2 separate regions of the Rattus norvegicus genome follow, and region 2 is linked to region 1. The links are chromatin contacts, called in public Hi-C maps. All regions are on one chromosome and are shown on one strand. The core of a region is the stretch at or near the end of the contact, and the rest is flanking DNA. Distances in the headings are between cores, read along the strand shown.

Region 1 (7,035 bases), core at 2,643-5,142:
GCAAATTTCATTAGTACTTGATTAGTACTTGCGCTAATTAAGCCAGGCACAGTTTTGCCTCCGGTCTTCCTATGATGAGTTAAAGTTGGACTGAAAATGTGGCCCTAAATGCATGCATGGGAAACCCATAAGCCCATATAATCCCATAGAGAATTCTCACTTGACTCCTCCATTAAGGGTCTGCAAAAGTAGAACAGAGAATACTCCCTTTCCAGTGCAATCTGAGTTCACTCGGATACGCGATATGCTAATGTTTAGATTAAGCAGATGGCGAGGAAGGCGGTCGTTAGTTGAGGATTGTTTTTCTCTTTCTGCATATTATTTTCAAACAAACACTTTAAGAGGTAAGTGTGCCGCCCCCTCCCTTTGCTTCTTCCTGAGTGAAAAATCAAAGGCAGAAGAGCAGAGCTGCTTGGCTCTGATTGCCATCCTGTGTGCCCACGCGTGCCCCGTTAATTGGGCTGTGGTAAAAAGTGGCGCCATTTCTTTGGTGAGAAAGCTTTGCAGGTTTTTTGTTTGTTTGTTTGTTATTTCAGAGAAAAAAAGAGTTGGGTCCATGATGAGGCAAAGAAGGGAAGGAAGTAGGTTTGAAAGCAAAAGCTTCTTGGAGAAGAGAGCAGATGCTGGGCCTCTTAATGTATCCCTGATTTCTTTCAGGGCTTGTCAACACTGACTCTGATTCCCCCACTCATCTGTGATACTCACCTCTGCATCTTCCTCTTCTTGTCCTTCCTCTTCTTCTCCATTCTTTCCCTTTCTGCTTCCTCCTCTTCCTTATCCTCTTCTCCTCTTGCTCATCCCCCTTCCTTATCCTTAACCTTTCTCTGGCTCCGTTTTGAGTTTTCCATATTTATTTAGTTTTTTACATAATATGATGCGCTTTAGTAACTTCATTCAAAAAAAAAAACCACCCCAACAATCTTGGTAACCTTCAGAATTCCTCTAAGCTTGTTCACTTTCTCTCAAATATGAAGACACAGTTTAAATATGAGGTTCTATCATTTAGAAAATCACAAGCCTTTAGGGCTAGCACTAGACATCATTTTATCTCAATCCATTTTTCTTTAAACAGAGATGTTCCTTAGGATTTCGGAGGTCTGTCACAACAAAAGAAGGAAAGGAAAAGAAAAACTAAAGTTGGAGTTGAGAGAGAAATAGGGAGAGCAAAAAACTGGGCAACTTTTCTTTCTGTTGTTTCTAAGGCAGGCAGTCTCCTTTCAGGATTTCTCTGGAGTTTACAAAACATGTTTAGTTGCCTTTAGTTGTGTTTAGATACTGGACTGACATTTCTTTGCCCCAACAGCTAGGGAAGGTAGGCTCCAGGGCAACTTGGCTTACCTGGATCACGCAAACAAGTCTACAGTTCCACCTTTACCTATGCTGCCCTTCATTTTCATTGGGGAAAATGGCCCCTCTTTGCCAAGTCCAGCTCTTACTGGTCCAGAGATTTCACTCCCTTCCTGAGTGCTCAGGAGTGTCACTTGTCACCTACTTATTGTTTGCCACATTGTCAACACTTCCTTCCTCAATAGCTTATTCCCCATGACTTCCAAAGGCGCAGTACACCCGATGTCTAGTGTCGTCTGTCATAGCCCTGGTGGTATGAGCCTCACTTCTTACCTTTTTAACAATGATTCTCAGAAGCGAGGCTCACAAAGGTCATCTTTACTCTCTTGCTTCTCATATCAACGCTGTCTTCCTCTACATCCCCAGCATATTTTTGGAGGTAAGCCTGCTGACTGAATCCAGAGCTCACCAATTAGATTGGCTGGGAGGTAAGTGTTGGGAATTTGCCAGTCCCTGCTTACTGTCCCTGAGTCCTGGGTCTTACAGATGCTCCTCAGTGTGTGCGGCTTTTGTATGGATGCCGGGCATCTGAACTCAAGTCTTACTGGATAACATCCATTTGACCCAGTGAGCCCTCCCCATCCAACCGTATTTATTCTTGTATGTATGTATGTATGTATGTATGTATGTATGTATGTATGTATGTATGTATATGCGCTCTTGTGTGTGCATGAGGAAGTAGGAAGTGTTGACGTAGATGTCCAACCCAAGGACTCACTACTCAGCTCTAACCCCAGCCCCCAATTTTTGAAAGCCATTCCTTCTAACTTCTAGTCCACCAAAAGGCAACAGTGTCTAGGTACCAGCTCCGTAGCTCTCAGTTTTCTTCCTTCATTGTTATTGCCTTCTCTCTTCTCAGCAGTGCTTGTCATAATAGAGTATGACCCCGTTTGTTGTAAGAAACTTTCTACTTTGCATGGTTCCCTGATGATACATTCCCGTTCTCCCTTTTGGTAAGAAACTGACATCTATCATGTTCACTCTGATCTGTATAGAGCTTGGTGCTATTCTGGTATACAATGATTATTATGTCTTCCCTTGTAGATATAATGTGTGCAATATACTAGCCACTTATCAGAGGTCGCTATTTGGACCTATGTTAATTTAAATTAACTAGAAATAAATGCTTTTTTTTTTCAGGTACATTGTCACATACCAAGTACTCAGTGTCTATGTGAGATGAGTGGCTGTCATATTACACAATGTGGTGTTTAGTGCACTTCCCCCATTGCTAAGAGCTCAGCCAGTCTTTGCTATTCACAAGGCCAGGTTCATGTAAGTCATAAAATCATCCAGAAATTTGGCAATGATTGGCTCACTCCCTCTACAGTGCTAAAACATACATTATGTAAAAAGAGTGAAGTGTGTTAAACCTGCAGGATTAGGGATGAAACAGATTTGAACACTAGTCTTCTGTAACTCTTGACAGCAGTATGTCAAAGGCAAAGGCTCCCCCGACTTTGCCTCTTCACATCTCAGTTTTCTTAACTGTAAAATGGGTGATTAATGATGTCTTCAACATAGGGCTGCTGTATACATTAGAGATCGATGTAGAGAGATTCATATAAGGAGATTCACATAAGGCAAGAAGTGATAAAGACCGTTGGCATTATTGGTCTTGCTTACCTGTATCCCTTCATGACGGGAGCATATGGGCACATAAACACATTTGTTTCACCTCTGCCCTAGTTTTGTGTCTGTTGCTGTGCTAAAATATCCTGACACAAAGCAGTTTAGGAGAAGAAAAGTGTATTTAGTACACAATTCCAGGTTTTGGTCCATCATAGCAAGGAAATCAAGGAGAATATCATCTATAGTCAAGAATAGAGAGATGAGTGCAAGGTGCTTCTAGTGATTCTTAGCTGAGTTTCTTTATTCATATGGCCCAGGACTCCTAACCTAGGGAATGATGCAGCCCATAGTAGATTGGGTCTGCCCACATTAATTTGTGTCATCAATAATCTCTGAAAGAATTGTCCATAGGAGACCTTGGTTTAGACAATTCCTTGTTGAGAAATTCTCGGGTAATTCTAGATTGTCAAGTTGACAGTTTAAGGGTCACAGATTCTAAGAGACTGCCCAGAAGGGCGTTAGAATGACAGACTTTTGAAGACTAGAGTTTTTCAGGAAAAGTTCATTACTCAATGAAATTGTCTAAAATCATATGTTTACAGCTGTAATATGAGAATCTACCATGATCAGAATCCAAGAAGGTTGGTTTGAGCAATTTCTATTAGGAGCTGTGTATTCCCTACAAACATTAGTAACAACTATGTGGCCTCCTTAGGCTGAGAGCTTGGGGCAATGCTATTGTCTTTTACCCAGTTGGAAAGAGTGCCCCGTGCTTATGAAATGAATTCTATGTATTTCTTTGTAATGTTACTGCCAGTCAGCATCCTAGAACATGGATGAATATAAACACAGTTTTTATCTACATACCAAGAAGGTTGGAAAGTTAACTGACTCATCGTTGCAGGGCTGACAGTTTCTGAAAAAATGTTCCTCTACAAGTGCATGTCACTGGCAGTTTGACACTTGTGACTCACTGTGCCCTACAAGCATGAATTTGGAAATTCCTTTAGGAGGCACTTCCATGTCACCAAGTTCTAGAATAGCACTGTTCATCATGTGTCATTTCACTTGTCATTTCCTTGTGGGGACAGTCACTCCAGGTCTATAGTGCATTTGGTGAAGAAAACTGCTGTGGTTGGTGGTAACATGGGAAGTGGCTTTGCCACACCTATGCAGGGACTTGCTAATTTTATCAGGGTGATGCCCCAGTAAATGCATATGAAACACTAAGAATCTGTCAGGAATGAAAGCTCTGGTTGCCTCTATTTCCAAGTGGCACTCAACCCAGCTACTCCTAGTAGATTCCACAGGGAAAAGCTTATGGTCAGCTTGCTATAAATTGAAGTTTTAATTCAATTTGACATCTACTAGAAGCAAAAGTTTGATTCAATTGTGCAGATGTGATTACAAAGGTCTGTTTTCCTTAAATCCAGTGTTGCTTCACCTTCTGATCTCTACGTAGACAAGTTCACCGGGTTAGGACTAGAACACTGTGATGACTTCGTCCTACAGTCCTAAAAGCTCCTGTTGGATGGCACCATCATGGAAAGACAGCTGACATCTGTGTTGGTCAGGGCAAAATGGTGCTTGCCCTTTTCAGAGAGCCGATGGCAGAATTTCCCATTGTAAACAGCAGCAGGTATTTTTTTAGCTCCTAACTGTACATGATTGGCTTTACAATTGAATTACAGGCAGAAAATTTTAACTCGGCATCACACGAGATGGTCTTGTAAGTCAGTGAACAAAAGATTAATTTGTAAACCTTTGCCTTTTTCTCCAAGTATTATCTCTATGGAGCAGTTGTGTTTTAAACAAGGTTGGTCATGTTGTGATTTGAGCCACACAGAGCATTCTCCATGTAGACCTAAAAGATTAAAAAGATGAAATGTTTCGTTCTCTATTTCTGAGGCAGGTAAAGGGAGACCGAGACAGTGCCGGGGTTTTTGTTTTTGTTTTTGTTTTTGTTTTTTTTTCCAAAGGGAATGCAGTAAATACCCTTGATAATGAGGATATCTAAGTTCTGGGGATCAAGAGTAGTTTATTAAATGATATTTCTTTGTCTTGTCTTTTCCCCTCCTTATTTATTTATTTATTTATTTATTTATTTATTTATTTATTTATTTATTTATTTATTTATTATGCCAGTGAGCCATTGTTTCCACCCTTACTGGGTATTTACAGTTCCTTTCAAATGAGATCAAATGAGATCACATATCCTGTTTCTTGAGGATTGGCTCCACCATTGAAAATTATTAGTGCCAAGCTGAAAGAAATGGGTAGCCACAGGGAGGTTCTCCCTTTGGAAGAGAAGCTGCACTGCGTGTCAGTTGAAGGAAAAGACAAGGCAGCTGTGTGGAGGGACTCCCATATTTAGAAATGCTAATGGAACTGATTGAATTTCATTGAAATGGGGGCTGCAGAGAGCAAATCAAAAAGTAAAAGGGGTTTGTGGGAGAGTCTCCTTTAGAGGCAAAAATCTTATTTACAGTAACTTTATCCCAACACCTCATTTTCAGCATTCCTAGTTTAAATGTCACAAGGTTAAGGCACCTGCCTTTATTACTGTTTCCTATCACTATCTTCTTGGTAACACCTTCTTCCTCTTCCTCTCTCAGCTCTTCTTCCTTCTCCTCCTCTTCTTTTTCTTCTTCCTTTTACTTCCTCCTTCTCCTCCTCCCGTCCTTTCTTTTCTTCTCCTCCTCATTGTCATTTCTTCTTTATTGTTCTCAAATACAAACCCAAGAAACTTGGTGTCTTTTTTTTCCTTAACTGAATAGTGTGTGTGAAGGGAGAAAGCAATGAGGCTAAGCGGGGGATAGGACACTAGTCTCTATTGAAGAATTTTAGAGACAAGGGAAGACTCAGGAGCTGGGCACTGTGTAATTACCCATGCTTACACATAATTACAGTGGTTGTTCTTCAGTATACGTGGATTCCTAAGCATAACAATTCATCTATCCATCATAGGCAATGGATCCCAATTCTCTAAAGATTTGGAGGGAAGTCTTAGACTTGTATAAATTATATGCATTTGTGAAGTGGTACAGAAGAAATAATTTTACTGGTAGCTCACTCTCTGTCCTGCCATCAGAGCCTCGCTGGATTCCGGCAATGAGGAGTAATGGGACAAAACTTCCCAGTGCGAAGAGAGGAAAGGAAGTGTGTGTGTGTGTGTGTGTGTGTGTGTGTGTGTGTGTGTGTGTGTGTGTGTTACCACTGGGGTACTGAACTTGAACCTGTTTACTTGTCTCAATATTAAACGTGTAAAGCTGCTCATAAACAATCAAGGGGCTGGAGAGTTAAGAGCACTTGCTGCTCTTTCAGAGGACCTAAGTTCAATTCCCAGCATGCATGTCACGAAACTAATAAATAAATAAATAAATAAATAAATAAATAAAAATTTAGTGGTTATAATTCCACTGATTATACCCCCATGCTACATGAATATGCATAATTTAAGGTAAAAATAAATTATTTTTACAATACAAATATATGAATTGGGGCTGGGGTTCTAATCAGTGGGATAACACTTATCTAGTATGCCCAGAGCCTTGGATGTGGTCTCCAGTGCTATGAAGAAATAAAACAATATAATATAATAACTACATAAAGCATTCCAAATATTTTTAAAATAATGCAATTGTTCAAAAATAGGTACAACTTTGTGTTACTCCGCTCTGAATACCAAATCTGTGATTGCCTCATGAATGTACAAACATTTTGACCTTTGGTTGCTCTAAGACGTAAAGCATGGTTGTATTAAAAGAAAAGAATATATAAAAAAGGCCTTACAAGATTTTTGTGGTAAAGATATTTAAGTGGGAATATCCATCCATGTTACACTGTCAATCTGAGACAAATCAAACTGAAATCTAAACATGAACGTGTTGGAGAACGCAAGCTCTTGCCCAAGCATGGCTGTTTCCATTGGCCTAATCATTCTTTTCTTCTGAGCAAGCACAAGGGAGAACAGTATAAAATAAGCCCTAACAGACTGAAGGAATACTTCCTGAATGCTTTCATGATCCTTCAAACAGTGTTTCACTCCCTCTTGAAATCCTCACAGCTCATTAGACTCTGCTAAGATTAGGCCTGGTGAGTTTCCTCAAAGGCTGG
Region 2 (6,795 bases), core at 2,615-5,114, 120 kb after region 1:
AACTCCATTGTTATCCATTTTTTTTGCTCTGTTTCTTACACATAGTTTCTCGAGAAAGGAAAACTGAGCAAAGTTCATTAGTGTTTGTTTTCAAGACAATGTCCAACCACAAACTCATTTTCTTTTGAACTGATGGCTCTTCTCTTAGTAGCCTTCTTTTTGGCCTCATTGCATAAGCACCAGATCTATGGAAACTAGCCAGCATGGAAGAGCTTCTGATTCAAATCCAAGTAAATTTCTCTCTTTCCCACAGTCACAGTGTATATAGTACCTTCAGTAACCGGGCCGTATCTTGTTAAGAGTAATGATAGTGGCCAAGGCTGCCTTAGACCTACCTTAGGGACTATTCCTGATCAATACTTTATGTAGGGTTCTACCGACCTGGCACATGACTTTCAGTTTGGTCAGCCATGTCTTCTAGGATCATCATTATTCACACAAGCAAGGTCCCTTCCAAGAAGTATTTTTTAAAATATGCAACAATGACCCTGCTGCCATTGATTCATGGACCTGAGAAAATCCGGTGTTTCCTTTTCTACATGAGCTACCTGAAGGCTCTGGAGGTGCCAGAGTCAGAAACATTGCTTAGAATTTATTGAATACACCTGTTTCACTGAATCAAATGTACTTTGTTTTGAAAAACACTTTTATTAGGAAATATTACTACCATATACAATTTTCTAGAGAGCAATAAAGCAACATAACAATCAGCTTGATCAAACATGGACATGCTTAGATGTATGCTTATGGTCGCAGAATTTTTTTATTTTTTGATAATATTTTATTTCCTTTTATTTTTGACATTTTATGTGATTTGAGTTTGGAATTATCTAGAAAGGAACGTAGATTTTTTTCTTTTTATTCTAATCTGATAGTCTCTTATTTCCACTTCTGTTTTGGTTAACACTGTAATAGTTATGCATGCTGCTATAGTCTTAGTTTAGATTTCTGTTTCCAGTCCTGACTCCCATTGTAGATTGATCATGGTTTTGTTATCTATTCTACATTTGCCTTTTGTATTTTCTTCCTTTTCCCCCAAACTCTTTCTCTCTCTCTCTCTCTTCTTTCTCTTTTTATTGCTTCTGGCTTCTGAACTTAATTTGGGAAGCTTCGAATTATTTGGTATTTCTAGGTTTCTCTTAAAAACAGAAAAAAAGCGACCACCAACAAAACAAACATGTAAACAAGCAAAGAACAAAACAAAAACCCTAGCTAGTGGTGTGTGGGTGAATGAGAGCTACCAGCTCTCTGGAAGAGGAAAGGAATCTGGATTTGCAGTAGATATTATTACTTTTTCCGGTTGTATATTGTCTTCACTGTGGTTGGGTCTCAGCATCAAATGTGATGTCAATGACCATAGGTTAGGGAACCCAATAGCATGTTACTTTAAGTAATGCAAATGATGTAGATTGACTTGAAGAACTGGGCTTCGGAAATAGTTCAACGTACCAATATAATCGGAAAGTCTTAGACTTTGTTACTTTCCTTTTGAAGTTGCTTTTAGTTGATTACAGGTTCATACACTCCAGTTTTAGAATAATGGCTGCTTTTGATAACTGGTTTGCAAAGGTCCTAAATTAAAGCTGAGGTCTTTGACGTAACTCAAGCGTACCACTGTCAACATGGCTTAATTAGCCAAATAAACAGTCATTATTGTTTAAGTAGGTTCTGATTTGTTTTACTTTGAACATGTCATGTGTGCATTCCACTTCCTGGGCATCACTGTTTACATTCATTGATTCAGTTCCTCAATCCATTTCCCACCCGTGTTCCTTAATTCCACAACTTCCTCCAGTCCACGTTTATTATTTTCTTGAAGTGTCTTCTTTAACAGTCCTCTTAGCAAAAAAGTGCCTTAGAATTCTATTTTCTCTGTCTCCAAGGGAATAGTTTAACTGGGTAACAACTGCTATTGATTGTCGCCTCTCCTGAGAACTTCTGAGTCCCGCTCATTGTCTGACAATGAGAAGGTAGTGTCAGAGACGCTGCTGTGTAATCCCTTTCTTCTTGTTCTATTAGCTTTGCATACAGAGATCTCGATCCAACAACATTACTGGTTTGGCAAGAGATCACATCCAAAGGCCTTCTAGATCTATGTGATCTGGCTGAAATGCAGATATGCCATGGATTACAGTATTATCTGACTGAAATATAGACATCCCCTCAGTACACACCTTTTATCCCAAACAATGCAGTTAAGGTTAGGGTCTAGTAAAAAGCAACCATGCTTGAAAGTGATAGCTAATTGAATGGGAGACAAAGTGACAAATCAGAGAAAAATTGGACAGAACAAGTCAGAGACCTGGTATGCCCCAGTCACACAAGAACACACAGGAACGAGAGGCTATTTAGGAACAGCACAGGTGTGGGCGTAGGAGAGGGGTGGGGAGAGGCAGTTTTTACTGGGACAGTTTGACAAAGGCAGGTTGCAGAGAGAGAACAAGCTAGGCACAGGGGAATACGGAATGAGAAGGAGCCAGATTAGAGTTTATCACCAGTTAGCTTGAAGCCAAGCAGAGCAATTGAGTCAGAAGATGAGAGAAGCCAGTTTGAATCAATCAGCATGGGAGAATAGATTGCACAGAGGCCTAGAGATAGCTAGAACAGAGACAGCACCACTCTGGGCTCAGCCCACCATGTATTTGCACAGCTTGGGAATGGCTCTCATTCCATCACTTCATCTGGGGGAATAAAAGCAACAATTACATCTGGACGATAAAGATATTTTTACAGTTTTAAGATTTCATCTCCCCCTTACACCTTTAATGATTTTAATTTCATTAAACACCTCCTTTATAGATTTATCTTCATTTGTCTGAGGAAATAATCATAATAGTACCCAGGTCTAAGCATTCATTGCTTCATTTTGGGAAAAATTTCAATATTATTTCTCCAATCTCTCTCTCTCTCTCTCTCTCTCTATATATATATATATATATATATATATATATATATATATATATATATATATATATATTAATCCATTCTCTTTTTTCCATTTTCTATGCACAAACCAGATATAAATTGATTGTGTCAGTCAGTTCTTCATGTTTCATAATGGTGTTTTGCTTATGAGCACAAAAAAGAAAAAATAAATAAACTGAAACCAAACAAAACCCAGAATGAACAAATACAGAGACAAACAAGAAACTCTTTCTCTGTCCCTATTCTTGTCCTTGTGAATGAAGTCCTTAGTTTTTTTTTTTTTTTTTTTATTTTTTTACTTCAACAGATCTCATCCTGGCATCTGTTACACCCTGATATCCTTTCCCATAAGGTAGATCTCATTTCCTACGTTCTTATTGGTTCATTTTCATATCTCTTTGCTTTGTCTTATAAGAAGAGATTATTTATTTCTAATTGATACTTTTTCATTTATGTCATGGGTGGTCAGCCTGATAACTTTGAAGTTTGCCTCAAACTTTCAGGAAATTGGCTTTCCCTGAGGGTATTTATTTTTAGCTTCCTTTTCTGTACTAATTTCTGTAATAATGTTCTTTATAATTTTCACTTCATAATTTATTTTGAATTGATTTTATTGATTTTGATTTTAATTTTTTCCTCTTTTTTTCCTTCTATCTGAAATTCTTTGTATTTCCTTTTATTTTTCCTCTTTATTTGTTTGTCTCTATTTCTTTACTTATCGGTTGTTTTTGAAGTACTAAAGATCAGTCTCAGACTGCAAGCATGCTAGCCAAGAACAGTACCACTGACCTGTATCACCAGGCCTACCTCTGAGTTTTATTCTAGTTTATTTGATACTGTTCCTTTTTAACCTTTGAGACTCTAAAGTCTATTCTCCTCTATACCCAAGCGTTTTGATTTTCAGTGACTTGATGATCTCATGCTGTATCCACTAAGCCAATGAATGCCCTGATTCAACTCTTGGCCATGAGCTGACAAAACTTTTGCCTACATGCTCTGTTTCAAGCTGTCTTTATAACGCAGACAATATGGGTTTGCCTTCTTTTCTGAGCAATAAGCCAGATTTTGGTTTCACCTCCTGTGCCCTCTCAGCCATTCTCAATCTCACAGGATGTTTACTTCACATTTAGTCAGAGCAGTGAGGCAACAAACCCTGGGGATTTCTAGAATCTACCGTGTTCAAGATTTGTATGTGTATGTGTGTATGGGTATATGTATGTACATATGTATGCATGCATGCATGTATATGTTTGTTTGTTTGTTTGTTTATTATTCCATTTGTGGTTCAGTGGAAATTAGCCCTGGTTTAAAATCTGATCATATATTTTTTTTCCTTTTTCTTTTCGTATTACCTACTGTTAGAAGAAGAAGGCACTTAACGAACAGGCTCCTTCACTGTCTTCTTCAATGTAACTTCTTTGGAGGCTTAGCTCCCAGGGTAGGCAAGATTCATCTGAGATGTCTGAGTACATTTTTAATTCAGATTAGGAAGCCCTTAACACTCTTTTATTTTTTTCAGAACTGTAAACTTTTTCATTATTCACAATATTACTTAAGCCTTATTATATAGTCAGAGAAAGCTGGGCTTTTTCTATTTTAAGTGAAAACAGAGATTTAGATAAGAAACACTGTGGGTGGCTTGGAGATTGTCTCCAATGCTTGTGATTGTCTCCTGGGGTGTTATTGTCTTCTTTGCTAATTTCCACAAAGCCTAAAGTTTTATGAAAGGTTCTGCATTCATCTAATGAGGCTGTGGCCTGCACAGTTGTTTCTTTCTTCCTTTTGTCTTTCTTTCTTTGTTTGTCTGTTTAGTCTTGCCCAGATCCAGTATATTGCCTAGAAATGTGCCTCGTGTGAGGGTGTATACCATTCCCTTATTTGCTGTCTTGACCACTTCTAGCTGCTCTTGGCACAGGGAGTTTTAAAAACTATTAAGCACCCACTTTCAATGTATGTAACTGATGTGCAGAAATTTTCTATCTCAGAGTTCTTACAAGGTCCTTTCTCTAAACCATTGTCCTTAGACAGTGGATGGAAAGGGGAAAATAGGCTTCCTTTAGTCCAAAGCGAATGTTGTCAGACATGAAAGCTAATGTCTCCCACCCAAATAAGAAGTTTCCCGTTGTGTTACAGCAGTTGAGTATGTACTCACACTAGTCAGTATACATAAATGTCCCATAAATAAAGCTTTGATAGACATGGCGTACCTCGTCTTCAGTATCACTAGATAGAGCAATTCGACAGACAATAAGCCTGGATTTTATTTAAACCTATATTTTCGGTATTCTCAACAACTACAAAAAGAGCTAATTGCCTTATAGCCAGAAAGGTAAAGACGTTTCTTCCAAACCTGAGGAGGAAAGATGTTGAGCTGCTCTGCCTCTCAATGAATTGGCCAAATGTGTTACATTTAGCAGAGAATCAATGACGGGTCTTGGGATCCGCTCTTATGGGTGAAGATATTTTTCTTTCTAAAGAGAGCCTATTCATTTAAGTGGGACCAAATGGCTATTTCTGTGAAGTAGCAGTCTGATGGAACCTGGGTTTTGACCCCTGATGTGTTGTAATTTCAGTATTCTGTAAATGTTCTGAGGGATGAGGCTCTCAAATTGTCACATGCAACACTGCACGCCCTTAAGTTTGTTTAGCCCTGTGCACGGCTCCAATCTTTATGTGATCTAATCCCATTGACCCCTGCTTCAATTATAGCCAACATTATGGGGCTTTTAGGGAGCTCTTAGTCTAGGTAAGATTGTTCTCTTCTATGCATAGCTCTAGCACTGTATGCATCGTATCTTTCTATCAATCCATACTTTTAACTCAGAGACTTTCCAGTCATCACCATTATAAATATCATGAAAGAAGACGCAAAACCTCTAGAATTTATGTGGTCTCATTTGGAGAAAGTATTAGTAGTGGTTTTGAATGAATTAATTCACTCCAGGTGAAGAGTATTTTTAGTTTTAGTTACCTTCTCATTGCTACGAAGTGACACCATGGTCTAGTCTGTCTATCCATCCCCTATCTATCTATCTATCTATCTATCTATCTATCTATCTATCTATCTATCTTGAACAAGCTAGCTCAGTCAGTCAACCTGGTCTCAAGAGAGAGAGTGAGTGTTAAAAATAAAACAATTAAACAAAACTATAACATGACCTCAGCCAGTGCTGAGGCTGAAGCAGCTTTTCTTTTCCCAGTCTGCTTTTATATCATTCTAGGCGCATCCAAAAACCATGGTCAGTTCTTAGATCAAAGACAGAGTGATCAAATGAAGTAGTAAACAAGGAGATCACACAAGAGAGTAATTAAGCAAATTAGTAAGCAGAAGAATCCCACGGGGTAGAAATTAAGTAAAATAGTAAACAAAACCCTATGCTCACTGTTTCTAATATTCTTATCTGAGCCTAATTCCTTGTCAGAGCCCAGTGACAAATGCCAAATTCCTAACAGCAGCACCAAAAGCTCTCGATTTCTTTGTGACTTACAGCTTCAGAGGGTTAGAGTACACAACCATCATGGAGGAGAGCATACCTGGAGGTGAAGCTGTAGCTGAGAGCTTAAAACTTGATCTGGAAGCATGAGGCAGAGGAAGAGACTAAACAGTGCAAGTCTTTGAAAAGCTGAAAGCCTGCCCCCTAGTGGCACACCTACTTGCTAATATTGTTCTCAATGGCTGCACATAAAAAAGTAGGTTTTCTTTTTCTGTCTTGCAGGGCAGGAGTTGGTCGGGAGTTGAGAAAGGTGTTGCAAGATAGCTTTTCTGTCCCCCTGTTTCAGCCTCTTGAGAGTTGTGGTTATGGACACGAGCCCTCACACCCGGCTGTTTACTGCCTTGGTTTTGTGAGGTCATTGGGGCATAGGCTGCTC

What was found. A called contact is a pair of places that touch in the nucleus more often than the background predicts.
Region 2: a Hi-C map of Schwann cells shows a contact between it and region 1, with 4 times the contacts expected there. The contact joins two enhancer-like sites. A contact is called at or near these places in 4 of 12 Hi-C or Micro-C datasets (the Rat2 cell line, Schwann cells, frontal cortex and 1 more).

What each region holds. Positions count from the first base shown.
Region 1 is chr2:234,927,454-234,934,488 of GRCr8, forward strand. No RefSeq gene overlaps it. Among named protein-coding and RNA genes, the nearest start is that of Pkn2, 370 kb to the left of the region's middle. Within about 2 kb of position 3,893, at least 3 of the 93 cell types and tissues checked have an H3K27ac peak or open chromatin away from gene starts, as enhancers often do. A contact at or near this core is called in Schwann cells, where this site is marked.
Region 2 is chr2:235,048,272-235,055,066 of GRCr8, forward strand. No RefSeq gene overlaps it. Among named protein-coding and RNA genes, the nearest start is that of Pkn2, 490 kb to the left of the region's middle. Within about 2 kb of position 3,865, at least 2 of the 93 cell types and tissues checked have an H3K27ac peak or open chromatin away from gene starts, as enhancers often do. A contact at or near this core is called in Schwann cells, where this site is marked.